Regions from separate parts of the Mus musculus genome. Here region 1 is linked to region 2. Evidence: chromatin contacts called from public HiChIP or PLAC-seq data. All regions are on one chromosome and are shown on one strand. The core of a region is the stretch at or near the end of the contact, and the rest is flanking DNA. Distances in the headings are between cores, read along the strand shown. Region 1 has its middle 18 kb from the start of H3f3a. Region 2 overlaps Gm39713 (a long non-coding RNA gene).

Region 1 (6,058 bases), core at 3,503-6,002, 490 kb before region 2:
CATACGCACAGGCACACACAAAATCACAGACACACACCCAAGGCGCGCACACGGGTGCACACAAGACCACAGACACACATAGACAGGTACACACTAGGTTACACACAAGACTACAGACTCACACACACATGGGTACACACAAGACCACAGACACACCACACACACACACACACACATGGCCACACACACCCCCCACACAGACAGCAGAATAAACAGGCTCCTCACCATCTGCTCCATCATTTTCTTCCCTTCCCCCACCTTTCCCATCAGCTTTTACTCTCCAAGGTGCATCTAAGCAGGGCACAGTGGCACATACCTTTAATCCCAGCACCGAAAAGCCAGGGCTTCATAAAGAGACATTTTCTCATACAAAACAAAACCTAGAGTTTATAGAGGTGGCTCAGTAATAAGAACACTGGCTGCTCTTCCAGAAGACCTGGGTTCTATTCCCAGCACTCACAAGACAGCTCACAACTGTTACTCCAGTTCCAGGGGATCCAACACTCTCACACATATATGCAGGCAAAACACCAATGTACAGAAAACATTAAAAACAAAAAAAAAAAGCACACACACACACAACTCCATCCAAAATAGGATATCACATTAGATGCATGGATGTCTTGCTTACATGTATGTGCATGCAATATTTTCATGAAGTGTCCAGACAAGTCAGAAGAGGCCATAGGACCTCTTGGAACCAGAGTTATGCTTCATTGTGAGTCGTCATGGGAGGCCTGGGAATGAAACCCCAGTCCTCTGCAAGACCAACAAGTTCTCTGAACTGGTGGGCTGTCTCTGGACCAGCCCCTGTTCTTTTCCTTTGTTCTGGAGACTGGATCTCTCTGTATCCCTAGCTAGCCTAGAATTCACTATGTAGACCTAGCAGAACTCACGTGCTAGAAGTGAAGGTATGCATCACCATGACCCAACTCTAACCTGCTCTGTAGACCAGGCTAGCCTTGAACTCAAGATCTGCCTACCTTTGCCTCCCAAGTGCTAGGGTTAAAGGCATGCACCACCACTCCCAGCTACCCTGTTGTTTTTAAATTGATTGTGTTCAGGACTGAGAATTGAACCTTGAGCCTAGGTGCATTCTACCACTGGGCTATACTCCCAGTCCCTGCCTCCAGGTCTTTAAGCTTCTATAACCTTAATATATGTAAAAATAAGTGTTTTTCACTGTCATCTCCGGTCTTACTGCCTCAGTCTGCTAACATAGGCCTAATCCCTGAAGCTTCTAGCCTCCATACAATCTAAATCTAGAACCTTTTTTTTAACTCTGAGGACTTGCTGCTGAATAAGCTCACCCTTTCTAGTTCTTTCTGAGCTATTGCTGACTGATTCAACTCAGCTGTTGTGGCTGTAAAATTCCTCTCCAAGCTGACTGATTCAATCGGGCTTCTTTCAACGTCTTCTGAATTGCTCTGCTTGCCTTTCCTAGTCTTTATGAGCTGCTCCTAGGTACCAAGAGATGCTGTGGGCCTACAGAACTGAACAAGCCCTTATATCCACAGGGCTGCATTCTGGTGAGAGAAATAATGCATTCAAGTAGATTATTAAATATATTGGCAAATGCTAAAGAGAAAAGAAATGGAGATAGATATGTTGTAAAGGAATTGGTACCGAGACGTGGGTGGGGAGGTTGTCACAAGTTGCCATCAATAAGATGTCTTTCGAGTAAATTCCTGAAGAAACAGAGCAAGGATCAGGGTGGGAGAGAGAAGTATGTCTGTCAGGTCTTGTTGCTTCCCATCACTGCTGACAGCCTGGGGTGCTCAAGGAACAAGAAGTAGGTATGGGCATGTCTGCAACAGAAGACAAGGAGGACAGATGTGGAGCCAGACCATGTGGGCGTCATAGGACCTGCAAGGACACTGGTTGGGCGTCAAGCTGAAGGAGGTGGTAAGAGATGCATTGGTGAGATCATTCCAGCTGCTGTGTGTCAGTACACGAAGAGCAGGAAGGAGGACCAGATGGGAAACCATTTAGTAAGCTAAATGTGCAGTGACAGAGCGCACTGGACTTAGTGGTGGCAACCTGGATGTTCTTGAAAGATAGGATGGCGAGGACCTGGTGGATGTAGTGGCTGTGACTCTGCCTGAGAAAAGAGGGTCAGTGGTGCCAGGGACTGGGGTCTGAGTGGCTACAGGGAAGATGTTACTGAATGGAACAAGAGGCAAAGCAAGTCAGGCACTGGGAGGTGTAGGGAACCACAAGGATCAGATCCTCAGGCCACAGCTCCCACAGGGAACTTAGGCTGTGGTCCAGTGGTATTTATTTCCATTTCAGACATGAAAGGAGAAGGTGTGGGTTTGCCCTGTGTTTCATCAGTGCCCAGCCCGTGTCTCAGGTAGGTCCGTGTTTGAGGGGGTTGTTTCACTGAGATACAGTCCTACTGTGGAGCCCAGGCTGGCCTTCTGATCTTCCTGCTTCAAGTCCTGAAACTTCAGGTGGGTACCGGTGAGTCCTGCTGTCCCTGGACAGAACGACCCTGTTTCCCTGTTAAACTCCTGAGCTCCATTCCTTCATAGTCAACAGTGTTTGGTCTGAGGAGATTTCAGGCTTTGAGCAGAAAACTGTCAGACTATTGAAATTGTGACCATAACCAGAGCATTTTACCTACACTCTTGCTTTAAGAGGTGTGTGTGTGTGTGTGTGTGTTTTTCTTGAGATAGTCTGGGTATGACTTCAGTCTCAAAAGTCCCATGAGCTCACTGGTCATAGCCTATAAAAACAGCATGAGGAAATGGAGTCAGGAGGACCAGAAATTCAAGGTCATCTTTGTTTCTACATATCAAGTTTGAGAGTACCTGAACTTCATGAAAACATGCTGTCCCCCACCCCTCACCCCCACCATGGAATAGGGCTAGTGAAAAGGTTAAGATTAGTAGTGGGTAAAATATTTGCCACCAAACCTGAATACCTGAGTTTCATCCTCGGAACCCACAAGTTGGAAGGAACAATAAAGAGAAACAGTCATAAATCACTGTTATCAAGGATATATAGTAAGCTTGTTTCAGAAATATTAAGTTGCACAAAGAAGAGTTCGGTTGAAGCTGCACTCAAGGGTGACTGAGTAAGCTACCCAGATGTGTTAGCAACTGTAGGAAGGGAAAGTTTTACTTCTGACGTATTAAAGATGCTGACTGTTCATTTTGCTCACTTGCTGGCGTAGTAGCTCAAACTTTTAATTGGAGCCAGGACCCAGGAGGCAGAAGCAGACAGGTCTCTGAGTTCCAGGCCAGTCTGATCTACAGAATAAGTTCCAGGCCAGCCAGAGCTACATAGTGAAACCCTGCCTCAAAAAAACAAACAGTTGGGTGTGGTCTCAGCCAGGTGGGATGAGTTGGTTAACAGCAGCCTAGCGAAAGCAGCCCTAGTCTGTCCTGGGATAATTAGGACAATATTTGTACATTGTAAATCATCCCATTCGTCCAAACAACCAAAAGGGGAATTTCTGTCTCTGTGAAAGATGTAATTGGTCAAAATGTAACGTAGGGCCATGGATCTATACAAAATGCCAGGAGTTAGGTTCAGGGCTGGTCCCCCTTGGTGCCTTGGTGGGAACCAGTCCTACATTGCTACTCTAGGTGCTGGGGTGACTTCAAAGTTGTCCTTGAATTCCACGTGTCCTTAAAAGGAATGAGGGGATGAACAAATAAATGTAACCCCCCCACACACACACACACACAGGGTTTCTCTGTGTAGCCCTGGCTGTCCTGGAACTCACTCTGCAGACCAGGCTGGCCCTGAACTCAGAAATTTGCCTGCCTCTGCCTCCCAAGTGCTGGGATTAAAGGTGTGAGCCTCCACTGATGGCTAAATGTAACTTTTTATTTTATTTGTTTGTTTATTGGTTTTTTGAGACAGAGTTTCTTTTTGTATCCTAGGATGGCCTGGAACTCGGTCTGTAGACCAGGCTAGCCTTACTGTGTGTGTGTGTGTGTGTATATATATATATATATATGTGTGTGTGTGTGTGTGTGTGTGTGTGTGTGTGTGTGTGTATTATGTCAGTGGTGGTGCAGGCCTTTAATCCCAGCACTTCTGAGGATTAATTATGCAGAGGAAGACAGATCTCTATGAGTTTGAAGCCAGCCTGGTTTACAGAGTGAGACCAGGTCAGACAGGGCTACACAGAAAAAAACCCCATCTGGAAAAACCGACTTAAGAAATTAAACAAACAAAAACAAACAAAAAACCTAACTGGGCTGGAGGAATGCCCCAATGGGTAAGAGTACTTCCAGAGGACTTGGGTTCAGTTCCCAATACCCTCATGACAGCTCACAACTGTCTGTAACTGTAATTCTAGTTCCAGGAGCTCTGACAGTCTCACACAGACATACATACAGACAAGGCGCCAAGGCACATAAAATAAAAATTATGAGAATGTATAAAAAATCTACTTGAGTCTGATTCTGAGGAGGGAAGGGAGGGAAGGAAGGAGGGGAAGAGAGAAGTGGCTAGGATTTCATTTGTCACTAGCTTCAGCGTGAAGTCCACAGGTCCGAGGTATGCCAGGCTTGGCTGACCCAAGCACCATTGACCCTGAGGCAGCACCAAGGCAACCACGCTGGCTCCAGGCTGGCCAGCAGATGGCTGCTCATCAGCTCCTTCCCGCAAATCCCGGTCGCTGCGTGGTGTGTCGGAAGGCTAATCCTGCGGGTGCCCTGACCTCAGCCCTGACTCCGGTCCCCCATCGCTCCAGTGCATCCCTATAAGCCACGCCTCCCTGGAGCTGGCTCTTCCCGCTCCTCCTCCGTGCCGGTGACGCCCCCAAGCTCCCTCGGGCCCCCTCTGCTGTGTCCTGGGGACCGGTGCAAACTGGTTCTCCGGGTGGATTTGTACCCTCCGGAAGGAGCGGAGCTGGGCCCCGTCCCTAGTCTTTTGTGCCTGGAGAACGGGTCTGGGTCATTAAACCACTCAGCGAAAACGCCCTCTCCTCCAAAACCCCCGGGACTTGGGTGACATGTTGCGTGCAGTCTACGCCTGACTATATGCCCTTCTAGCTTTAGGTTTGTCTCCATGGGTCCCCTGCAAGGAGCTGAGAGACTGGTAATCTAGCTGACTCTTGGGAGGCCCCAAAGTAGGGATGGAGTCTAGGAGTTTTCACACCTGATGAAGCTGGCTAGGCTAATACTGTGGCCTCAAGAGGTTACAAGTCTGCGGATCCCGACAGGAAAAGGTCAGTCGTAGCAGATTGCCCCAAAGTCATCAATTCTGAGGTAACCGTGGGGCCTGAAGAGCTGAGTCAGTAGAAGAGGGAATTCTAAGCGTCCCGCCCCGGGGGGAGGAGCTAGGTCTTAGGAACACCAAAGATAGGTAACTTAAATAACTTTTCGCGCAACTGTTGTTGACTTGGACAGTCACGAGATGGGGCTACTTCCCTTTGGGACTGTTTAGCTTCTATTGGATGGGGAGGGGCCCCCAGAAGGCTGACGGGAAGGCATCCTACACACAAATGTCACAATGACGCATTACTTTGACCCTCTGCTCTACCCTAGGCCCTGTCCCCATGGTGTTTGCTCTGTGTTTGAGACCGGGTCCCCTATGTTATCCACCCCTTGAGTCCCAGACCCATATATGTTGGCCATATTACCATCTCCTTTCAGAGACCCGTTCTGCCTTGTAAGACAGAGCCTCATTCAAAGCATTGGTGCCCAGTAAGCACCTGGCTGCTTATCCCTTCTTTCCATTAGGTCAGCTGCTCCTGGGCAATCAGCTGCTCCTGTGTATGGGATTAAACCAGGTCAGGCCATTTCTACTCTGTGAAAAGCAGAGTCCTTATTCTGAGGCAATACTGTGTGGAGAACAGCGGTGGTGATGAGGTGCTGTGCGGCTGAAACACTGAGGGCAAGGAAAGCATCCCCCGAACCCACAAAGGACAAATCTCTGTCCTTAGCATGATGGAAAGAATCCAGTGTGGTCAGCTTGCACTCGGTGGCTGGCTAGGTTCCTGGCTGGGTAGCAATGTGGGCTGAACATTGGTCTCTGCTGTTGGCCAATCTACTGCTACTAAGCAGTAGATGCCAGTTAAGTTCAGTCATCCCTGTGC
Region 2 (6,007 bases), core at 1,261-3,760:
GAGATGTCACACTTCCTGACCTCAGTCACCTTCCAGGAGCCACAGGTGACCCTTGACCTGTGACCTCTTCTGCTCTCCTCAGAGCACGGTGCTGACCCCCCTTTTTCAGGCACCACATCACCTTCTCCGACCCCGAATCTGGTCCTTTTATAAGACCTTGATTGTATCTGGCCTAAGTAAGTAATCTGGGACCATCCGGTGGGTCCCAAGCCCTTATGCACATCTGCAAAGCCCTTCCTGATGTTGCTATAGCTGGATTTTGTCTGTCTCCTCAAAGATCTCTTGTTGGGGGCTTTGTGTTTACCCTGTGGCATTCTGGGGAAGTAGCAGAAATTTTAACCCAGTGAGAAGTTAGGCCACTGCAGGGCACGTTCCTTGAGGTACCTGAACCCTGTAGCCAAAGACAGTTGTTGTTCTTAGTTGCCTGGTGTTTTCCTTGTTTTTGTTTTTTAAAGCTTAAAGTGTGTTTTTAGTATAAAATGACACTCTTTGCATCATTCTCTTTGGCTATCATGAGGTGAACAGAATACTTGATACTTCAGTCTTAGGCTTTTGCTGTGATGTTCTGCCTCACTATAGGTACAAAGCAAGACCACGGAGCTCACTGACAAACACATACACAGCCCACAGGAGCTGTTGTGGAGGGATGCAACTGTTTCCCATCTGCAGTGGACAGAGCCTCAGCAACTAGCAACTTTTTCTCTGGCCCATTCTGTGTGGGTCAGAGGTCTCCAGGGGATGGCTGTACATGTGGGCTCAGGAAGCAGGAGATCATCAGGGAAATAGGGCAGACATATTAGCAGGTGTTGGTCTCCACAACTACAGAGGCTGGGAAGCCCTTGGACCTGAAGTGAAGCAGCTGGAGACCTGGAGGAGCAGAGAGGTGAATTCTATCAAGTAAAAAAGCAGGTTATGTGGTCTATTCCTGGCCTAAGTCCGCAGGCTTGAAGTTAGGTGGATGGCAGATTCTCTCTCCCCTCCCCTTTGGGAAGCATTTGTTTAGGAGAAGTGGGCTACATAAAGAGCTTGATCAGAACTCCAGGCCTATTGCCCATGGTTTTCTGGGTCCTGTCTTCCTCAACTACATCCTTAGAGAGGCAAGTTGGCTGCTAACCATATTTCAGGTTCAAATCTACAAACTACAGAGGCCCGACCAAAGGAGAGTGCTCCACCTCTATACACCCAATAAGATTCTCAAGATCTAACGGGGTCAGATGAAGTCATACATCTGCCTTCACTGATGGTTTGTCTGGGGTATGGGATAAGTATCTTTTATTATTATTATTATTATTATTATTATTATTATTATTATAGCTAGAGAAGAACAGAACTTGCAAGTGGCACTTGTCTCATAGATACCTATGGGTCAGTGAGTGTGCCCACGATTCTAGATTAAAAATTTGAGCATTGTTAAGAAGTATGCATAGAAGGGGAAAGTGAATGAACGGACACTCAACAACAGGAAAGGAAAGTTGTTTGGTGTGATGTATAGGGAAGAGAACTGTGACGTAAGCAGCTAATAGACCATCTCATTTAATTAGCACCATCTAGTCTCACTGATTCTCAACCACATTTCCTCCGTGCTTCCCCATCAACTAAGAGTGCTCAGAGCACAGGGTTTTCCAGAGGCCAAAATGTCTCATTTGCATCAGTGACAGGGTAGTCTCTCATCTATGAGTCAGACTAACATTAATTAACCTATTGAAAACAGGGTGTTCTGATAGAGTGTGAAATCAGATTACAAAGCCGGTACTACCCGTAGTGACTGAATCTAACCCGTGGTGCCTCTGCCTGGTTAGCTGTGACCCTAAGGGGTCACTTGCTGGCTTGCCAGCCAGTCTCCCCCAAAGGCCCCCTCCCTGCACTGCTGTGTTCCACTGGCCACCCCTTTCCTCTGTGTTCTTCATCTGGCTTTGCAAGTAAGGAAGCTGAGGTTCAGAGGGGACAGTGATCCTTGGGGTACACAAAGAGCTGGTTAGTTTAGCCCATCCTTATGTGACTACAAAGCCCCCCCCCATCATCCGTGGACCTCTCTCTACATTAACACCGTGTACCTGGATAAACTCCCAGCCCCCAGAAGCCCCTTCTTATCAACAGAAGTGTCATTTAATGAGCATTTGTGCTTAGGCACACAGGGACAGACTCAGGGTGGCATCAATGGCTTCCACCCCTTCACTTTGTCATTTGATTCTTTTGTCCCCTTGTTCCCAGGCTCCGGGTGTCCTTATATCCTTCATGTGTCCAGTACAATAGGGGAGCTATGAATCAGCAGAGATGTATCCTTTTTCAAAGCCAAATAAGGGACTGAGCCCTAAAACCAGCAATAAACCCAACAAGGTTTTATTAATTCAAACAGAGTGTAATCTGTAGTTGGAGGGTGTCTAGGGCCACATCAGCCTGTATGACTCTCAAAGGAAAAGGAAGGGAAAGCAGGGCTGCCCACCTCTGTTTATAGGGAACAATTGTTCTCCAGGTCCAAACCACATGTCCATAATAGGGAAGAAGAACGCCGCCCTATCAGGGAGTTTTTATTCTTAGGGCCGGAAAAGAGCGAAGGCTGCTTCTCTGGCCTGCAGTGTGTCAGCCTTGAACTTCCCATTCCCCCTCATCTCCTTAGCCCTGCCCCCCACCCCCAGCTCCTCAGCTTTGGCCTTGGCTTGCATAAAAATGTATTTCCCATCTTGACGCTGTTGTGATAAGCCACCACCTTTCATATGGATGAGATGAACAGGAAACCACAGAGCATGCAGTCAAAAGTCCTCGCTGTCCAGTGAAGTCAGGAGCTGCCTTTGTGAGACTTGAAGGGACGCCTTGAAGGGGCTCTGATCTCTAGGGCTGGTCTCTAGAGTCGCTGGAACCATAGGCACGACAGAGAGATGTGGCTGTGTCATTTCTGGGTGTGAAGAAAGTAAGAAGGAAGTCCTCTTGTTCCCCTGGAGCAGGGACAGCAGTGATACTCCGATACTCCGGTCTTGGTGGCTGCCCTTTGGGAGACGATTTGCTGCAGTTTTCACAGCAGGGAACCTTTGCCCAGGATTTGGGTGTGACTAGAACAGCATTCATGTTACATTCCTCTTGGGAAAGCTTGTCCTTAGAGCACAAGGCTGTGCTGCCTGCCTCCCCCATCAAACATTCCCTGTCTACCCCATCATGCCCACCATGGCCAGGAAAGCCACCTTGCAGGCCACAGGATCCACAGAGAAAAAATTTTGAATGTCTCATCAAAGACTTTGTAGAGTAGTCCCTGCAGACCAGGCTGGTTCCTGTGGACCAGCAGCCGTTTACCACACAGTCCGTCTTTCGTCAATGACTGTGTAAAGAGGCAGGGCTAGATTTGTAGACCGGGTGGTGTGTGCTTTCAGACTCTTCCCGTCTCCTGTGCAAAATGTGTGACTCCTTTCCACCGACATTTGGGACAATTCTGAGACATGGGTCTGTCTCCTGTCCTAATTGTCTATATAGCTTGTTTTTCCGGCCTGAGGATTGGACCTAGGGCTTGATACATGCAAGGGAGGTCTCTAGCATTGAGCTACAGCCCCACTGATTGTCTTATATATAAGACTGAAAGGCAAAGGTGGAAGGGAATCTTTCTGTTTTTGGAATAGGGCCTTACTAGGTAGTCCTGACTGATCTGGAACTCGCTATGTAGACCAGGCTGACCTTGAACTTGAGGGTGATCTTCCTGCCTCTTAAGTGCTGGGATTATAGGTTACAGCCCTATATACCTGACTCTGTGGAGTGTAATTATAACCAGCCTTTCTTAGTTATAACATTTATAGTGTAGAGCACTTGAAGGCATTACATAGTCTCTAGTGTAGCCTAATAGTGTAAGTTCAGATGAGACTTTGTCAATAAACGTCTAGATCTTTGCATATGTCCTTTACAGAGTTCTTACTAAAAGTACAGGGCTCAACCCGAACATGCATCAGGCTTAGCTGGAAAAGCAAATTGCATTACACATATTTGGTATGTTAGTCATGTTTGCCCTCATTTAAATACCCAAGGAAACAATGTAAAGAGAGGGAAGGTTTGTTTGTTTTAGATACTCTTCTATTGCTGTGAAGAGACACCATGATCAAGGCAGCTCTTATGAAAGAAAGCATTTAATTTGGGGCCTGCTTACAATTTTTAGAGTTTCAGTCTATGATCATCACAGCAGGGGCAGCAGAATACCCGAGGGCTTTAAATCCTGATTCACAGGGTGGGGGGTGGGGGAAGTCAGAGGGAGCTCTGGAAAGGGCCTTTGAAACCTCAGAGCCCACTCCCGGTGACACACCTCTCCCTGCAAGGCCACACCTCTCCCAGCAAGGCCACACCTCCTAATTCTTTGCAGACAGTTTCACTAACTAGGGACAGAGTTATATTCAAGCATATGTGCCTATGTATGCCATTCAAACCACCACAGGCTCTGAGCTTTAGACGTTCGTCTATGGGCAGCTGCCATTACTATCCCTAGGCCTGTGTAAGACATCATGATAGACACTTATTCTAAACTGGAGCCTCTCACTTGAACATGAGCAAAGAGGACGAGGCCATGCAAGTTACTATTCTTCAAAGACCCTGTGACCCACACTCCTACCTTCCATAGTTGCAGCGCCTACCAACTGTCTATTCAAATTCTGAATCTGTCAGTGGATGGCACCATTGATTAGTTCTGCAGATCCGATGTCTTGGATACATGCTCACAGACACACACAGGACTGGTGGGATATATGTGAGTCTTAAAATGGAAGATCTGATACATGCTACAACATGAAATGGTCTTGAAAGCATGCCATATAAGGCTACGTCTTGTTTGAGTCCATTTATGCGAAATATTTAGAGCCAATAAACCCAGAGAGGCATAACTCAGATGGGTGAGTGATAGAGGCTGCAGACACAGGGAATTAAGACACGGCTTAATTAGGGCTGAGTGTTGCTGTGCAGTGGTGGATAAATTCAGGAACTAGGTATAGCCAAGCATCTTACAACACCACGCACTACCAAACACTATTGAGTCATTTATTCCAAAACAGTCAGTTTGGGCTGTGTAAGTAGATCAAGGGGGAAGGTTTGCTTGCCTATGTGCAAGGCCCTGGGTTTGACCCTCAACTCCACAAAATGAAATAAAATGATTAATTTTATGTCATGTGAATTTCACTCATTTTTTTTCTTTAGAGTAGAATTGGGATGGACAAGATGGCTCATTGCCTAAAGGTGTTTGCACACACACACACACACACACACACACACACACACACAGAGAGAGAGAGAGAGAGAGAGAGAGACAGACAGACAGACAGACAGACAGACAGACACAGCCTCCTACTGATGAGAAGCTAGCTACTCAGAAGACATTAAATACAGGGTTTTTTTTTTTTTTTCTCTTGATTTTTTGAGACAAAGGCATAGCCAGCCCTTGCTGTCCTGGAACTTGTTTTGTAGACCAAGCTGTCCTCAAACTCACAGAGATCTGCCTGTCTCTGCCTCTCTAGTGCTGGGATTAAAGGCATGTACCTCCGTGCCTGGCTTTGAATACAGGTTTTCAAGACTCAAGCGTTGCGCTTGTTTGTGTCACTCTGGGGACACACACTGACATGCCCTGGACTTTGGATGCTGTCATTAGTAATGAAAGATTAGCTACCTTTGTAAATGTTTGCCTGGTATTTTAAAACCACTCCACAATAAATGTGATTTTCATCTGATTTTAATTTTGGTGATGGAACCCAAGGCCCCATGCATACACAACACATATTCGATCACCAGGCCCTTTAGGTAAAGCTATTTATTTATTTTGTGGTTTTGAGACAAAATCTCATGTAGCTCTGGGAGCCAGGAACTCACTAAGTAAACCAGGCAATCCTTGCTACTGTTAAATGCTGAGTTTTTAAAAGTGTAAGACCCAAGCTGGGCAGTGGTGGTGCATGGCTTTAATCCCAGCACTCAGGAGGCAGAGGAAGGCAGATCTCTGAATTCAAGGCCAGCCTACTCTACAATGGGAGTTCGAGGACTTCCAGGGCTATAGAGA

The links. HiChIP or PLAC-seq counts read pairs in DNA pulled down with a chosen protein or histone mark.
Region 1: a contact with region 2 is called in an H3K27ac HiChIP or PLAC-seq map of microglia, with 4 times the contacts expected there. The contact joins two enhancer-like sites. A contact is called at or near these places in 3 of 115 datasets of contacts at active chromatin or transcription factors (bone marrow-derived dendritic cells, extraembryonic endoderm stem cells and microglia).

The regions. Positions count from the first base shown.
Region 1 is chr1:180,792,990-180,799,047 of GRCm38.p6, reverse strand. No RefSeq gene overlaps it. Among named protein-coding and RNA genes, the nearest start is that of H3f3a, 18 kb to the left of the region's middle. Within about 2 kb of position 4,752, at least 110 of the 459 cell types and tissues checked have an H3K27ac peak or open chromatin away from gene starts, as enhancers often do. A contact at or near this core is called in bone marrow-derived dendritic cells and microglia, where this site is marked.
Region 2 is chr1:180,299,459-180,305,465 of GRCm38.p6, reverse strand. Gm39713 (a long non-coding RNA gene) reads left to right here. Exons shown (of 4, transcript XR_865777.2): 4 at 2,212-2,264. Among named protein-coding and RNA genes, the nearest start is that of Gm39713, 6.6 kb to the left of the region's middle. Within about 2 kb of position 2,510, at least 74 of the 459 cell types and tissues checked have an H3K27ac peak or open chromatin away from gene starts, as enhancers often do. A contact at or near this core is called in bone marrow-derived dendritic cells and microglia, where this site is marked.